4 separate regions of the Mus musculus genome follow, and regions 2, 3 and 4 are each linked to region 1. A link is a contact called in public Micro-C and promoter capture Hi-C data. All regions are on one chromosome and are shown on one strand. The core of a region is the stretch at or near the end of the contact, and the rest is flanking DNA. Distances in the headings are between cores, read along the strand shown.

Region 1 (3,645 bases), core at 362-2,861:
AAATTCACCAGGCATGGTGGTGTGAGCATTTAATCCAGCCCTCAGGAGGCAGAGGCAGGTGAATCTCTGTGAGTTGGCTAGCTGAGTCTACAGAACGCTACAGAACGAATTCCCGGACAGCCACGGATGTTACACAAAGAAACTGCCTTGAAAACAAAACAAAAACAACAAAAAATTAAATCGCATGTGTAGTGAATGCGCACACGTGCCTCAGACTGAGCATGAAGTCAGGACAATCTGAGGGAGTTGGTTCTTTCCTTGTACTTTGGGGTCTTGGTGATTAAACTCATGTGGTCAGGCTTGGTGGCAAGTGTTCCTGAGCCGTCTCACAGGCCTCCATCACCGCTCTTTCCCACCCCTTGCCGTGGTTCTGGTGTGGTGGGGATACAGCTTCGTACAGCCTAGGCAAGCAAGCGGTCTGCCACCCATTCAAATTCCCAGGCCCCATCACTTATTTACTTTGCCCTTGTGTCTCTGGTACCCTAAAGTCTGCTCCCGGGGTTGAGGTAGGCGTGGTTCACAGGCACCCTATCCTGGTGAGTCCAGTCCCAGCAGTCCGTGAAAATACTCCGCAAATATTTCTACGGGGAGCCCGCACTCCCCCCGCCCCCCAACCCCGTGCTTGCTTTGCCAGCTTCCAGATCATACCCTCCTTTCTTGAGGTAGGAAGTGAGAGTCCAGAGGCTGGGTCTGGTGGGGGCGTGGCCCGCCGAAGGGTGAGCGCTGAACTGCCGAGGAAGGAACAAAGGCTGGGGCGGGGCAAAGCCTTGGGCCCCCAGCCTGATTGGGAACAAAGGCCACACCCGGGACAGTGGCGGGATACTCCTCGTCTCTCCGCTGCCACGTGGGTGAACACCTGGTTCCGCGCGGAAGGGGTAGCCTCTTGCCGTTGAGAGCCTTGGAACTGCTTGCGGGCAACAACTCACTGTAGCCCAGATCCAGACTGGCGAACGGATTGCCAGTGCACTGCAAGGCTGCAGAGGCATCCACTCTCAGCACGGCAGTGTTTGGGAAGGGGGACAGGTTGCCTTTTCACATTGATCCTGCTTCTGAGATGAAACGCTTAGCCGCACTTGATCCTGCTATCCTCTACCTTAGATCAGATTCTTCAACCTAGGTCCAGCTCCTCAGTCAAGATTCCTCCCCAGGTCTTATTTCTCCCTCAGATAAGATTTATCAATCAGATCCAACTTTAATTCCTTAGCGTTAAATGTTCAGTTCTCCTAACACACACACAAAAAAAAAGAAAAAAGAAATCACACTAAAATCAGTATAGCAGAGGACTAACACAGAAGGGGCTTTCGAAGGACTGGGCAGAGTTTTACAGAATGGCTTCGCAGTATCTCTCTGTGATCTGCGGTTTGACTTGGACAACTTTCTGCTTCCCGAGTTTAACAATAAGAAAGTTTGGGTTAAGACCGCCTCCACGTTCGGCGGGAACTTCCTGGCAAAGACCCCCTCACCCCCTCCACCTGGGCTCCGGCGCTTTGCTCTGCCGTGGCCCCGCCCACCCTGTATTGTCCCGCCCCTCTTCCCCGACTATAGGCCAGGCTGCCGCTGCAGACGTCGCCACGCCTGCTGAGGAGGCGGGGCCTAAGGTTCGGCTCTGCAGGACCTGCGCGCTCAAGCACGCGGGTTGCCAGCCTGGGTGCACCGTGCGGTGGGCATGGGAGACGTCAAGCACGCACTCTGCGGGTGAATTCCTCACCAGCAGCATTGCTACTCTGGATCTAGAGGGGCGGCAGCGAGTGGAAGGGAGGGCCCTGGCGCGTGCGTAATCTGCGCCCCGCCCCCAGGCTGCGGTGCCCAACGCGCGTGCGCGGCGTCGTCGGCGCCAGATATTTCTGTCCCGCCTCCAGGCCGCGGCTCTTTCTGCGAGCGGCGCGCGGTCAGGCGGTTGTTCGCAAGTCTTGCGGCGCGAGTGTCTCAGAAGCGAGGGAGGAGGCGGCGCTGGTGGCGGCGCCGTCGTCTGTACAGAGGCCCGCAGCCAGCGGCTTGGCCGCATCTCGACAGCGCCTGGGGCGCGGCGGGCGTCGGCCCAGGAGACGCGTGGCGGCGCTCGGCCTCGCGGCATCGGCGGCTGCCTGGCCGTTGGCGGCGAGCGCACTTGCGCCTGCGCAGCGGGCTCCGTGCCCCTCCTCCCCTGGGCGGCCCCCCCACCCCCCCGGCGGCGTGTGAATGGCGGCCTCGGCGGCAGCGACTGCAGCGGCCTCGGCCGCGACGGCCGCCTCGGCGGCCTCTGGTAGCCCAGGGTCGGGCGAGGGCTCGGCGGGCGGTGAGAAGCGTCCGGCTGCTTCCTCAGCCGCGGCGGCCTCTGCAGCCGCGTCGTCCCCTGCGGGGGGCGGTGGCGAGGCGCAGGAGCTTCTGGAGCACTGCGGCGTGTGTCGCGAGCGCCTGCGGCCCGAGCGGGATCCTCGGCTGCTGCCCTGTCTACATTCGGCCTGCAGTGCCTGCCTGGGCCCCGCTACACCCGCCGCAGCGAATAATTCGGGGGATGGCGGCTCGGCGGGCGACGGCGCTAGTGAGTACTGGGTGGCCAGGTGCCCCTCCCCCTCCTCGCAGCCCGTGCTCGGGACTGCGCCTGTGCGAGAGTATGGGGGCCCGGGTAGGGTTAAGTAGGCCTGCTGGTTTAAGAGGGGGCGGGGAACGGGTCCTGGCCTCTGCCAATGCCCGTTACCAGGTCTGGACACCGAGGTGCAGAATGTGATGGGAGATGTCAAGAAATCAGAGGGTGTGCATGCATTCCCATTTTTATCTTGGCAGTGGTGGATTGTCCAGTGTGCAAACAGCAGTGCTACTCCAAAGACATCGTGGAGAATTATTTTATGCGTGATAGTGGCAGTAAGGCCTCTTCTGATTCCCAGGATGCTAACCAGGTATGTCCTGTGGGAAATCTTGGGGAAGAGGGAAGCGTGACCTTTTCCAGAGCCTCTCACCATCTTCACTAGTTTGGATTGTATCCTTATGCGGTCTCAGTGTCTGGGAGGGCGGCACAGATTTGAGTGCATTGTATGAATTTTAGCTTGTGTTTACTGGCAAGTAAATACAGGTCTGCTGGGTTAGGTCTGCCTGTTCTAACCCCCCACCTTTCTATCACTCACAGTGCTGCACTAGCTGTGAAGATAATGCCCCAGCCACTAGCTATTGTGTGGAGTGCTCTGAACCACTTTGTGAGACCTGTGTGGAGGCTCACCAGCGGGTGAAATACACCAAGGACCACACTGTGCGCTCCACAGGTATGTTGGATTTGTAGGCTGTTGGAACTGCCTCTGTCTTGGTTGACTAAAATGCATACTTGATGGATAGAACAAAGAGGATTTTCAGGAACCTGACACAGAACTCAGAAATGCTTGGGTTTCAGGAGCAGACTTTGGAGGTTTAGGTGGAAAGGGAAAGGCCTCAGGCAGAGGGTGTGTAGGGCATCTGCTACCATTGGTACTAGGAAGTCTCATGGAGGGGTGTAGGTCCTGGTAGTGGGTCACTTAGCATAAGCAGCTAGTAAAGGCTAGAACGAAGTGACTTCCATCTTTGCAGTTGGTGGTTCTCTGGCACCTGGCTTTAGACCAAAGAAAAAGTCAGGAGAGTTTTTTTTCTTCTCTCTCTCTCTTTTTTTTTGGGGGGGGGGAGGGTGTCGAGACAGGGTTT
Region 2 (3,645 bases), core at 569-3,068, about 14 Mb after region 1:
CTATCTGGTCTTGAACTGCAATCCTGCTGCCCCAGCCTACCCACTGCTGTCTGTCTGTCTGTCTGTCTTTTTCCTACTCAGGGACTCACTATCTGGTCTTGAACTGCAATCCTGCTGCCCCAGCCTACCCACTGCTGGAAGTGCCAGCACACTGCACTTTTCTTTCTTTCTCTTTTTCTTATTTTAAGAGTATTACTTTGGCCAGGCAGTGGTGGCGCACGCCTTTAATCCCAGCACTTGGGAGGCAGAGGCAGGTGGATTTCTGAGTTCGAGGTCAGCCTGGTCTACAGAGTGAATTCCAAGACAGCCAGGACTGCACAGAGAAACCCTGTCTTAAAAAAAAAAAGAAAGAAAGAAAGAAAGAAAAGAAAAAGAGTATTACTCTGTAGTCCAGGCTGACCTCTAACTTGAAGCAGTCTTCCTGCCTCGGTTTCCCAAATGAGAGGGTTATAGCACACAAAATTATTTTTATATAGTGTTTACCATATACATGCCCATCACAGTCCTAAAGACTCATTTAATCATAAATAAAGCTCTAAAGATAAAATTATACAGCTCAAGAGATGGCTCAGCAGTTGAGAGCAATGACTGCTCTTCCAGAGGTCCTGAATTCAATTCCCAGCAACCTCATGGTGGCTTACAACCATCTATAATGGGATCCAATGCCCTCTTCTGGTGGCTCTGAATACGGCTACAATGTACTCATATACATTAAATAAATATTTAAAAAGGAAAGAAGGAAGTATACTAAGGACTTCTACTTTCCAGACTAGGAAAATGAGGCCAGAGAGGTTAACTGACGAAAGCAAGACTACACAGCTAGGCACAGCTAAGCTACAAACCCAAACTAAAGGTCTCCACAATGCAAGACCTTACCTGATGCATTTCAAAAGCCATTTCAACAAGAATTAAATCTGACCTCCATTCCTCTTCACTTCACCTCCTACCCCCTCTCACTCATTCACTCTGTCAAGGCCTCTGACGTTGGGCCTATGTCCTAAACTGGTTACCTCCTCTGGTAAGTGTGCACCAGATTCTGTGGCTTTTCTATGAGTGTTCAATGAATGGAGCTGTCTCTGATTGTCGTCAGAGATTTCTACTGCCTTCCAACCTACCTCTACCCACCTGACACTGTACATCCATACTGATTGCCTAACTCTGAACCTTGTCTCCCCATCCTCTGTCCAGAACCCCTGGCCTCTATCCTTAAACTTATGCCGCATTTCTTGACGCTAAGTTTCAAATCTATAACTCAAGAACATCACTCCAGCCCTCTCAAACCAGATCAGCCCACAGAGTGTGCAGGGTGCACAGCATCTGTGAGGCTCTCTCTGTAGTCCATAAAACCTGACCCTTGCTGGTCACCGTCAGCCCCGCCCTATCCACTCATGCTCCGCCCAGGAAGGCTTGCTTCCCTCTTCAAGGCCTACCCCCTACCCTAATCTACCAAGACTAGGTCCCTTAAATCCCGCCCTAGATCTTTTTAACCCGTACAGCGGCCTCTTCAAGCTCCACCCAAATCGATTAGCTCAGCCCCAGACCCACTTAGCCCTGCCCCGTATCCGGGCAGACCCCGCCCACCTGACCAGAAAGCCCCGCCCCACTTCCACATCCACATCCACTACGGGCCCAGCCCCCCCTGCTTCGGCCCATCAGCCTCACCGTAGGTCTCGGCCATGGCTCAGTGGCGACCGCTGAGGGCCGCAATATGGCGCCGCAGCCGCGCCTGTTCCTCGGCTGGCAGCCGCTCCACTCGGGCTGCAGCCTCAGCTCCTTTCCACTTCTGGACCCGGCGCCGCCACTTCCGCCTTCACCGCCCCCCCCCCTCCCGCGCGAGCCTCCGGAGCTGCGGATACCAGGCCACGCTCGCCCAACGCAGTGATTGGTGGATTCAGGAGGCAGTGGGCGGGATAAGCGGCGCGGATTGGTGGCATGAGAGGGGCCGAGTCAAAAGGGGCGTGACATAGAAGAGCGATTGGTGGAGCAAGTGGGAGAGGGCGGAGGCAGAGATGCTGCCCTAGCGGTGGAACGGATTTGGTCAAATATCGGGGAGCAGAGACTAGACTCCGTATTGGTTATACGTAGGCACGGGGCGGGGACAAGAATGCCAAGAAGGAGCAAGGGCAGGATGGACAGAGTTGGAAGAATGGATCTCAGGCTGCTGAGTGTAATTTCTAACCCCATAGACCGGAAAGAGGAAAGCTGAGGACACGCGCACATTTATCCCTATCTACAAGAAAAACCTCTGTTGGTCGGGCTCTGGGGTCGCGCATGCTTTCAACCCCAGTACTCAGGAAGCAGAGGCAGATGTATCGCTGAGTTCAAGGCCAACCTGGTCTACATAGTGAGTTTCAGAACAGTCAGGGCCTACATAGAGAAACCCTCAAAACAAAGACAAAACAAAAAAACTGTACGTTCTATGCGCTTCTCGGGATCTATTGGCTCATACCAATGATTCAACTCCCTTTAAAAGAGAGGAAAGCGTACATATATTGTACTGTTTACCCCCTTGCTTGGGGGTCCCAAACCTTACCTTGGAGCAAAGGGCTTGCAAAGTGAAATTCTGCCTAGTAGCCACTGACGTTACAACATTCAGGGCATTAATTGGCTATATTCAGAAACCCGTGAAACATTCTTTGCACATACCCACCCAACCCCAAAAACCAAAGAGACAAATAGTTTGCCATTGGCTGCTGTATTTGCATAGAGCCGGAAGGGTAACTGCAGGGATAGCGGTAGGCTGAGCTCACTGGCAGTAGAAATCCCATTGCTGAAAAAGAGTAGATAGAAAACCAACCAGTGATGACATTGCAATGCGCCTAGTGGTTCTAACAAAGTTATAGCTGCAAGGACTAGGTTTGATCACCCAGAAATGAACACATTAGCTTCCAGTACTGCACCCTCTGCCATTTCCCAATTAGAGATCACTCAGCACTGGGCAGGGCCTGTAAACTCAGCAGCCCTCAGGAGGCTGAAACTGGAGGCTAGTGATTTTGAGGCCAGCTTGGGTACATACCAACAACAAAAATAATTACTTCTCATAAACAGGTAAGCAAATAAAGGAACTATCATCCTACTCCCACCTCCACCCCCAAGACACTCACATCGGTCTTCATATCAATTTTGCCAGGTTTCAGAGTCAGGTCCTCCCGGACAATGCTACTGGGGAAATAGCCCAGGCGGGCTGCCAGGTCTCCATAGTAACCTCCCTGAACCTGGAGAAGAAGTTAAAAGTCCATCTGGGGAAACGGCACTTATGCTTGCTGAACGCCTGTGTACAATCTTCCCTCTTACTTGAATCTCAGCTTAAATGCCATTTGCTCATGGATAGAATGTTGCCACTACAACTAATCCTCACAATGTCATGTTTGCTGCCACTTTTGATGGCTTGCTGGTTGCCTGCCTCTACCCCTTTGTTCACTGTTGTATCCCGGGTATGAAAAAGAGCTTTGGCGCTAAGCTTCTCTGTAATTTCTAAAGAAAAAAAAAAAAAATGCAATAAGTAATAAAATGTCCTTCCTTCCCCCAAATCTCGTTTTCCCCTCCCCCCAAATCTTCCCTTCATATGGAAAACAAGGCTTTACAAACCCAAACAAACCCCACACCCTTCCCATTATCACTCTCTGAAGACTCACACTGCCTCCC
Region 3 (3,645 bases), core at 635-3,134, about 13 Mb after region 1:
AACCTGTGCCTTGTTTTCTTTGGGCATCAGGTATATTCGGTTTATGAAATCCACCGAGACGTTCGCTTACTGTGTGTGCACTTTTCTGTACCTAATACTTACAAAGTGATGTTCTTGAAGAAGGTGGTTCAGATCCTTCTGTTCCTAAAATGAGTCAGTGGCAGAAGAAAGCAAGGTGTGAAGCCCTATTCCAGCTGCCATGGAGAACACCATGGCAACCACGTGGTTCTAGACTCCCATTTCCAGTGAATACCTGAATAAAGTGTGGGCTCTAGTTACACTGAATGCACTGTGACACTCCAAAGGAGGGAAATTCGGACACACACTTACAATGTGGATGAGCCTGCATGACAGAATTACTGAATTAAATAAGTCAATACAACAAATACTGTATGGCCTGGAGAAATGGCTCAGTTGGCAAGAGCATAGTGTGCTCTCGCATAGGTCTCAAGTTCCATTCTTACCGTGTGTCCTGGGTGGTCACTACTGCCTGCAATGCACTCTCCAGAACGCCAGATACTCTCCTGTAGCCTTGGCAGGCACTGCATGCACCTGGTGCTCAGATATACGTGAAAAACACCAGTGCAAACAACAGATGTTTAAAAAGCAAGCACACAAAAACAGTGGTGTTAGTGTTGGTAACACATATCCTGAAAATTGGAAGGAAAAAAAAGTGGATAGCTTCTAGGGACAACCTTGGAGGTTGGTGAGCTAGCTTCTGGCCTCTACATATGCACCATACAAACAACCACCCATACACCTGAACACACCACACACACACACACACACACACACACACACACACACACACCACACAGACGAGCTATCTTCTGGCCTCTACATATGCACCATACAAACAACCACCCATACACCTGAACACACCACACACACACACACACACACACACACGACTTAAGTTCTTGTTTTAGTTTTAGTTTGTTTGTTTAAGGGGGATTGGCCTGGAACTCACTTAATAGCCCAGGCTGGCTTTAAATTTGCAGCATTCCTCCTGCCTCAGTCTCTCATGAGCCACAATACTCATCATAAAATTTTTAAAATTTGTTTCCGACTTGGGAAAAAAATATATATATATAAAGGAGAGAGGCTTTCTTCCCTGACTTCCTGCCAAAGGGGCTTCTTCCTTCCTTTTGTAGGATTTATTTTTATTATTTGTGTATGCCACCTGTGCGCGGGGCAGGGGTTGAGGGTGGGAAGTGTCCTCTGGGACGCCAGAAGAGGGCAGAGTTGGAGCTGGAGTTACAGAATGCTGGGAACCGAACTCCAGTTCTCTGGAAGTGAGGCAAGCGCTCTTGTTGCACCATCTCTCCAGCCCCGTCTTCCTCATTTATCTTTACTCCAACCTGTTTGTTCAAAACCAGCTGCTAGAATGAACTTTGCAGTGACTCTGAGAAAGAACTTGGACTTCTCAGTCCTTGAGAAATCTGAGGAAGCTCTGAAAACTGAAGAGAAACCCACTTCCCAATTTCTCTAGTGTCAGAATATGGAGGTCCTTTTTTCCCCTCCAGCTACAACATAGAGATGACTACTATGGGAGTCCCTTTAGGTGCCCGTTTAGTGTCGGCTGGCTCCATTCTGGCTGTGATCCTGAACAGGAAAGGTGTTTTGTTTTGAGGAAGCAAAGAGCATCAATAGATTTGCTTATTGCGTGAAGAAGATATGGAGAGGAAACAGTTGGCGTTCTAACTTCCTCAACTGCTGATAGAGATAACCCGCCAGGCCTCCCACTCTGGGGCGTAAGGCGTCGCAGGAGCAAGACCTATGCAATTCTCGCAAAAAAGTCCCGAATGACCGCGTCCATCACGACTACGCCCCGCCCCCCAGAGGGCAGCTATAGCACCAATCATCAGCACGCAGGGCGGGCTCAGGGGAGGAACCTGCTGTTGCCCCAGCAACAGTCGGGGCACCCCAGGAGAGCGAGGCTGCGGATCTATCTACCTCAGATCTCCCTCCGCCTGGAAGGGCCCGGGAGGGGAGCGAGACTAGTCTCGACGGCGCCCGCAAAGAAGCCCGTGAACTACCATCCCCGAGGCAGCTTTCACTTCTAACGGTCAAGTACGCGGAGGTAGGAATGACGCATGCGCTACGCCTACGGGCAAGGGTAAAGCGGCCCTACACCCGAGACGAGACGCATGCGCCTTTTGAAGCTTGGCTGATCTGCCGCGAAGGGGCGGGGCCTTGCACATGTGGGCGGGGCCACAACCCTGGGGCGGGGCTTTCTAAGCGTCTGAGCCTTGGTTTATTTATTGGTGCAGGTTCCCACACCTCTGGGAGACTTCCCCATTTTTCTTGGGCTTTTCTGGGGACGTGGCTTGTATCTGTGATGAAGGCCACATTGTCAGTGGGTTGGTGGAACTAGCTTAGAATCACAGTGCTGTTCTTTATGTGATAGGCTTCAGTTTTCCCAGCTGTCAGATGGAAATAATACAGTTACCTCACAGGGTTGTGATTGAATTTTTCCTTTCCTAGAGCCATGGCTGAAGTGCACGTGATCGGGCAGATCATAGGGGCCACCGGTTTCTCGGAAAGCAGCCTCTTTTGCAAGTGGGGCATCCACACAGGTATCCTCCTCACACCTTGTTCATCTCCCAAACAATACCCAGCTCCCTCCCCTAGCCTAAGTCTCCATGTTCCTTCCTCGATTCTCCAATGAACTCATACTGTTTGCTTCTCTTTATCCTTGTCTTTCATGTTATCTCACCATCGGAAAACATAGCCCCTAAGCATATGGGGCTGTGACATAGAAAACACGCGCGCACACACACACACACACACACACACACACACACACACTTCCTGTCCTCAGGCCAGTAGACAAACTAGGTGTGCTTATGCATATCTGTAATTCCAGCACCTAGGAAGCCTTCTATTACAAGTTTGGGGCCCTGTCTCAAAGAAAAGAGCACAAAATATATACAAGATTATTGTAAGTTCTAGGGAAAAAAAGAAAGTGATGTGCTGGGGGCTGATTTGGGATGTGGAGGTCTGAGATCAGAGAAAGCCTTTCTGTGCAAGTGGCACTTGAATTGGGGGGCAGGAGGAAAACAGCCGGAAATGGGCACCCAGTAGCAGACGTTTCAGGGCAAAAGGAACAGCCGCTGCCAAGGCCTTGAGGCAAGGGAACAGGATGGGACCAGTGAGGCTTGAGGGTGGGGAGCGGCAGTGGCAGATGAGTGACAGGATCCAGGTCACACATGGGCCTTCGTGGCAACAGTGAGGAGTCTGAAAGCTTCGTGTGTGTGTGTGTGTGTGTGTGTGTGTGTGTGTGTGTGTGTGTGTGTGTTGGGAGGGGGCAGTTAGAATCCCAGAGAGCAGATAAGGTGAAGGCATTGCCCAGAGCGTTTAGCAGAGCATCTGGGGTGTAGTGCTCAGTATGTGGGCACTGCTTCTCCTTGCTCCTCACTGGGGTTGTGATGTGCTCGCAGATGGTGCCCAGTCTCTTCTTGGTCTTTGACGGAGGCTTCTGAATGTGGGGTGCATAGAGGAAGGAAAATGCTGGGGATCTCGTCACCCGGGGAGCGTAGGTCATCCTTAGCTACGACAGAGGTTTGAGGCTAGCCTTGGCTATATGAGACCTTGTCTTAAGAAAGGAGGCTCTCTGTTGGTGCTGAGAGTGCAGCTCATCAG
Region 4 (3,645 bases), core at 655-3,154, about 12 Mb after region 1:
AAGAGACCCCAGGCAAGAGAAGAAGAGTTCCCAGTTCTAACCATTCCTCCAGCTAAGCCCATCTTCCACCTCCCACAGCCTCTCACCAGCAGCATCCTATTTGTGAATCCATTGATTCTGTCAGCGTCCTCACACTCACAGACATCCCCAGAAGTGCACTTTACTGGTCGCATACATGGTTTTTGTATTGGTGCTGTTCTGGTTTGGCTGCCTTAGAACTCATTATGTAAACCAATCTGACCTCGAATTTGCTGTAATCCTCCTGCCTGTGTCTCCTGAGTGTTAGGACCGTAGGTGTGCATCACTATGCCCAGGCCATTTAAGTGTTTAAGGTTTTTTTAAATTTACTTTTGTGTGTATGTGTCTGCATATGTACATACATGAGTGCACGTGCCCGAGGAAGCCAGAAGAGGACATGTCATCCTCTGGAGATGAAAGTACAAGCTACTGTGACCCTCCAGTGTAGGTGTTTGGAACTGAAGTCAGATTTTCTGAAATTGCTGAGCCATCTGTCTCTCCGGCCCCTCAAACTGGCTTAACTTTTCACTTATGTATTGATAATTCATTTCTTTTTAATATTTTTTTCTAATTTTAAGTCTTAGTATGTGTATAAAGAGGGTGCGATATGTGAACATACACCCTTCTCTGAGACGCACCTGTGGCAGTCAGAGGACAAAACTCTGTAGTTAGTTCTTATACCGTGATGGGTTCAAAGAATCGTATCAGGTCAATCAGGCTCGTATGGGAGAACTTCTACCTAGTGAGCGAACCATCACAATGCCCCTCGTTTCTTTTTTTTTTTTGGGGGGGGGGGGGTCGAGACAGGGTTTCTCTGTGTAGCCCTGACTGTCCTGGAACTCACTCTGTAGACCAGGCTGGCCTCGAACTCAGAAATCCGCCTGCCTCTGCCTCCTGAGTGCTGGGATTAAAGGCGTGCGCCACCACGCCCGGCCCCTCCTCTCTTTTCTATCTTAAATAATATTTGTCTGGATGCAACACAACCTCAAATATTTTATGCGCTGCGCTGCGGGGTGGGAGTGGGAGGTACTGAGAGCCTGGCGTAGTGACACACTCCCGTAGCATTAAGCTGGGGGATCATGAGTTCAAAGCCAGCCTTAGATAAAAAGTCCCAGGCCAGTCTTGGCTAAATAAATTAATGATAATCCTGTCTCAAAACAACAAACGATAGGCAGGTAGGTGGGTGGGTAGGTACAGATATAATAAAGTTGCACAGGTCAGCTTGGATGACTCAGAAGAGGCAAACGAGGAGACTAACGGTCTGAACAACCAGACTCCGGCACTAGATGGCGGAGCTGAACCTCCACCAAGGGCCCGCCTCTACCCCTTTGTCCCCGCCCTAATCTCCTCCCCGCTCCCAACGCCTTCTTTCCTCTCCGCGAGCGTCAATGGAGCTGAAGCAACTTCCGCCCAAAGAAGGGTGGGGCTTCCGTGTATCTCTTGGTCTCGCGAATGCTAATGCTAGCACAAAAGGTGGTGGTGGCCACATGTCATAGTGCCTTTTCCCTGGATTGCCTGTCACGGTTCCGCCCGTAACTATTCCCATTTCCGGCCAGGAAGCAGGGTCTTGCGCTGAATCCCGCCTTCCTTTCGTGCGCGCTCAACTTCGCCCGCACTTCCGCCCTCAAAAGTTTCCGCCTCCTTGTTCCCGCCAGACACACAAGGCTCAAATGAAGGCCGACTCCCCCAGCTCGCTCCGGTCACGCCCAAGGAAACGGAAAGAGGAACCAGATCCCTTATCCTCCTCCCGAGTCCCTTCTCTTGGCTTCTCCACCCCTTCCTCTTACAGACCCGCCCATTTTGGGTGGAGATGAAGCCATATTCGCCCTCAGAAAGGCGGAGCCCTCTGGTTTAGCCGCTCTCGCGAGCACTCCGAAATCTCGCGAGACTCGACGCCCGACTTGTGCGCCCGGGAAACCCCGTCGTTCCCTTTCCCCTGGCTGGCAGCGCGGAGGCCGCACGGTGAGTGAGGGCTCTGGGTCGCGGCTGTGCGCGGGGCCACGGGGCCGGGCTTTCTGGCCCCAAGAGCTCGTGCCGGGACCGCGGGAAGCCCGGCGCGGGGTCGCTCCGCCCTCTGGAGCCGCGGCCACGTGCGAGCGGCAGGCCCGGACATGCCTGATCGCCGCAATCCGGGAGCCCGGAGGGTTAGGTGGGCAGCGGAGGGGTGAGTGGGACGCCCGGAACGTGGGCTTGAGGGAGCGGGGTGTGGAGGGCTCTCCCACGCGGTCACCACGCCGCGGTGCTGCGATCCGCGTGGCGTGTGCACCCGGCAACTCTGTTGGACCTGCAGGAGCCGAGTTGCAGGGACATGAGGCTGGGTGGATGCTGAGGCTTTGGGGTGGACTGGCGACGAGCAGGGTTGGTGTTGACCTGGACCCACGTCAGGGGTTTGCACCAAGCCTGACCTCGGCATGCTTGTCCCTTCCTCAGATGCCCGGAGTTACTGTAAAAGACGTTAACCAGCAGGAGTTCGTCAGAGCTCTGGCAGCCTTCCTCAAAAAGTAAGTGTTTGTTGGAACTGAGGCCTGACCCCTGTGCGCTGTGACCCCAATGTGTCATTAATCCCTCTGGCCACTTGCTGGGGGTCTTTTCTGAATTGGGCCTACGGTGACCATGCTTCCTTTTTAACCTGTTCGTTCTTGCTTTTTTTTTCCCCCAACCTTGTTAACTTGCTAAAGGTTAGTAGATCTGAAGTCATCTTTGGAAATTTTTGAAGTGTGCTTTTTCTCAATTCTCTTGGTTCTAGGTCCGGGAAGCTGAAAGTCCCCGAATGGGTGGACACAGTCAAGCTGGCCAAACATAAAGAGCTTGCCCCATATGATGAGAACTGGTTCTACACACGAGCTGGTAAGAACTGAGGCTTTGGCTGGGAGTGGGAACCTGGGCGACCCCAGGCAGGGACCCTGTCTTCCCCTCCCATCTACACCAGGAGACAGACCTCATTATTGAATAGCTGTAGCTTTAAACTAGAAAGGAAATCTGAGGGCAAATGAGTGTCCATATTTTGCTTACTTGAGAGTCTTAACAGCTTTCTGTGTCCACGGTTATAGCATTTAGATTTGAACAACTGTCAACTCCTGTTTGGTTGAGTGGTCGGGAGTGCCACTCCTGTTATAAAGGAAACTTACAGATCTGGTGCCCAAAGAAAACTTTGGGGTGCCCCTCTGGTCTCTCTGGATCCTGCCTGGGTGCTTTGTGCATCCTGTTGTCTCTAGTCTTTAGGGGAGCAGGATTCTTTCTGCTGGGTAGTGCCAGGGTTGCAGTTCATGGCCAGGCCTTTGCTAGGGGGGGGCCCTGCCTGAGAATTCCCCTGGTCGTGGGAAGTAAGTTCCTCTTCGCTTAAGACCGTGAAGCAGTTTATAAGTTAATATTAAATGTCCACGGGATCCACTTTGTTTCAGGCTTTGGCATGGGCACAGGGACCACCATGACTCAACACAGCCTCTGAAAACCAAAAGGTCAATTCCACAGTGTGGGAAAAGGTCGGTGCTTCCACCTGCCAGCACGTTTTTAAGGAGGGTGATGTAGGGAAGGGTGGTGAGGCCTAGCTGAGGTGTGCACCTCACACCCCCTCTTGGAAGCAAGCGTGCAGTGGTGTTGACAGTGCTTCAGGTGGTAGGTTAGGGC

Evidence for each region. Promoter capture Hi-C pulls out the DNA fragments that hold promoters and counts their contacts. A called contact is a pair of places that touch in the nucleus more often than the background predicts.
Region 2: a promoter capture Hi-C map of cranial neural crest shows a contact between it and region 1. The contact joins the promoter of Rab4b here to the promoter of Trim28 in region 1. A contact is called at or near these places in 3 of 39 promoter capture datasets (cranial neural crest, hippocampal neurons and maxillary cranial neural crest).
Region 3: a promoter capture Hi-C map of cranial neural crest shows a contact between it and region 1. The contact joins the promoter of B9d2 here to the promoter of Trim28 in region 1. A contact is called at or near these places in 3 of 39 promoter capture datasets (the HPC-7 cell line, cranial neural crest and maxillary cranial neural crest) and 1 of 484 Hi-C or Micro-C datasets (B cells).
Region 4: a Micro-C map of embryonic stem cells shows a contact between it and region 1, with 9 times the contacts expected there. The contact joins the promoter of Rps19 here to the promoter of Trim28 in region 1. A contact is called at or near these places in 1 of 39 promoter capture datasets (second pharyngeal arch cranial neural crest) and 1 of 484 Hi-C or Micro-C datasets (embryonic stem cells).

What each region holds. Positions count from the first base shown.
Region 1 is chr7:13,022,541-13,026,185 of GRCm38.p6, forward strand. It overlaps Trim28 (tripartite motif-containing 28), which reads left to right and starts at 1,612. Exons shown (of 17, transcript NM_011588.3): 1 at 1,612-2,521; 2 at 2,764-2,876; 3 at 3,104-3,236. The coding sequence starts at 2,179. Gm31649 reads right to left here and starts at 2,049. Exons shown (of 1, transcript XM_006540453.4): 1 at 1,168-2,049. The coding sequence starts at 2,005. The coding sequence ends at 1,460.
Region 2 is chr7:27,177,065-27,180,709 of GRCm38.p6, forward strand. Rab4b (RAB4B, member RAS oncogene family) reads right to left here and starts at 1,819. Exons shown (of 8, transcript NM_029391.2): 1 at 1,663-1,819. The coding sequence starts at 1,678. It overlaps Mia (melanoma inhibitory activity), which reads right to left. Exons shown (of 4, transcript NM_019394.3): 2 at 3,636-3,645; 3 at 3,105-3,215; 4 at 2,677-2,770. The coding sequence ends at 2,747.
Region 3 is chr7:25,678,896-25,682,540 of GRCm38.p6, forward strand. It overlaps B9d2 (B9 protein domain 2), which reads left to right and starts at 1,885. Exons shown (of 4, transcript NM_001362154.1): 1 at 1,885-2,083; 2 at 2,488-2,579. The coding sequence starts at 2,492. It also overlaps a transcript of Tmem91 not described here.
Region 4 is chr7:24,882,688-24,886,332 of GRCm38.p6, forward strand. It overlaps Rps19 (ribosomal protein S19), which reads left to right and starts at 1,905. Exons shown (of 6, transcript NM_001360119.1): 1 at 1,905-1,980; 2 at 2,449-2,519; 3 at 2,765-2,865. The coding sequence starts at 2,449.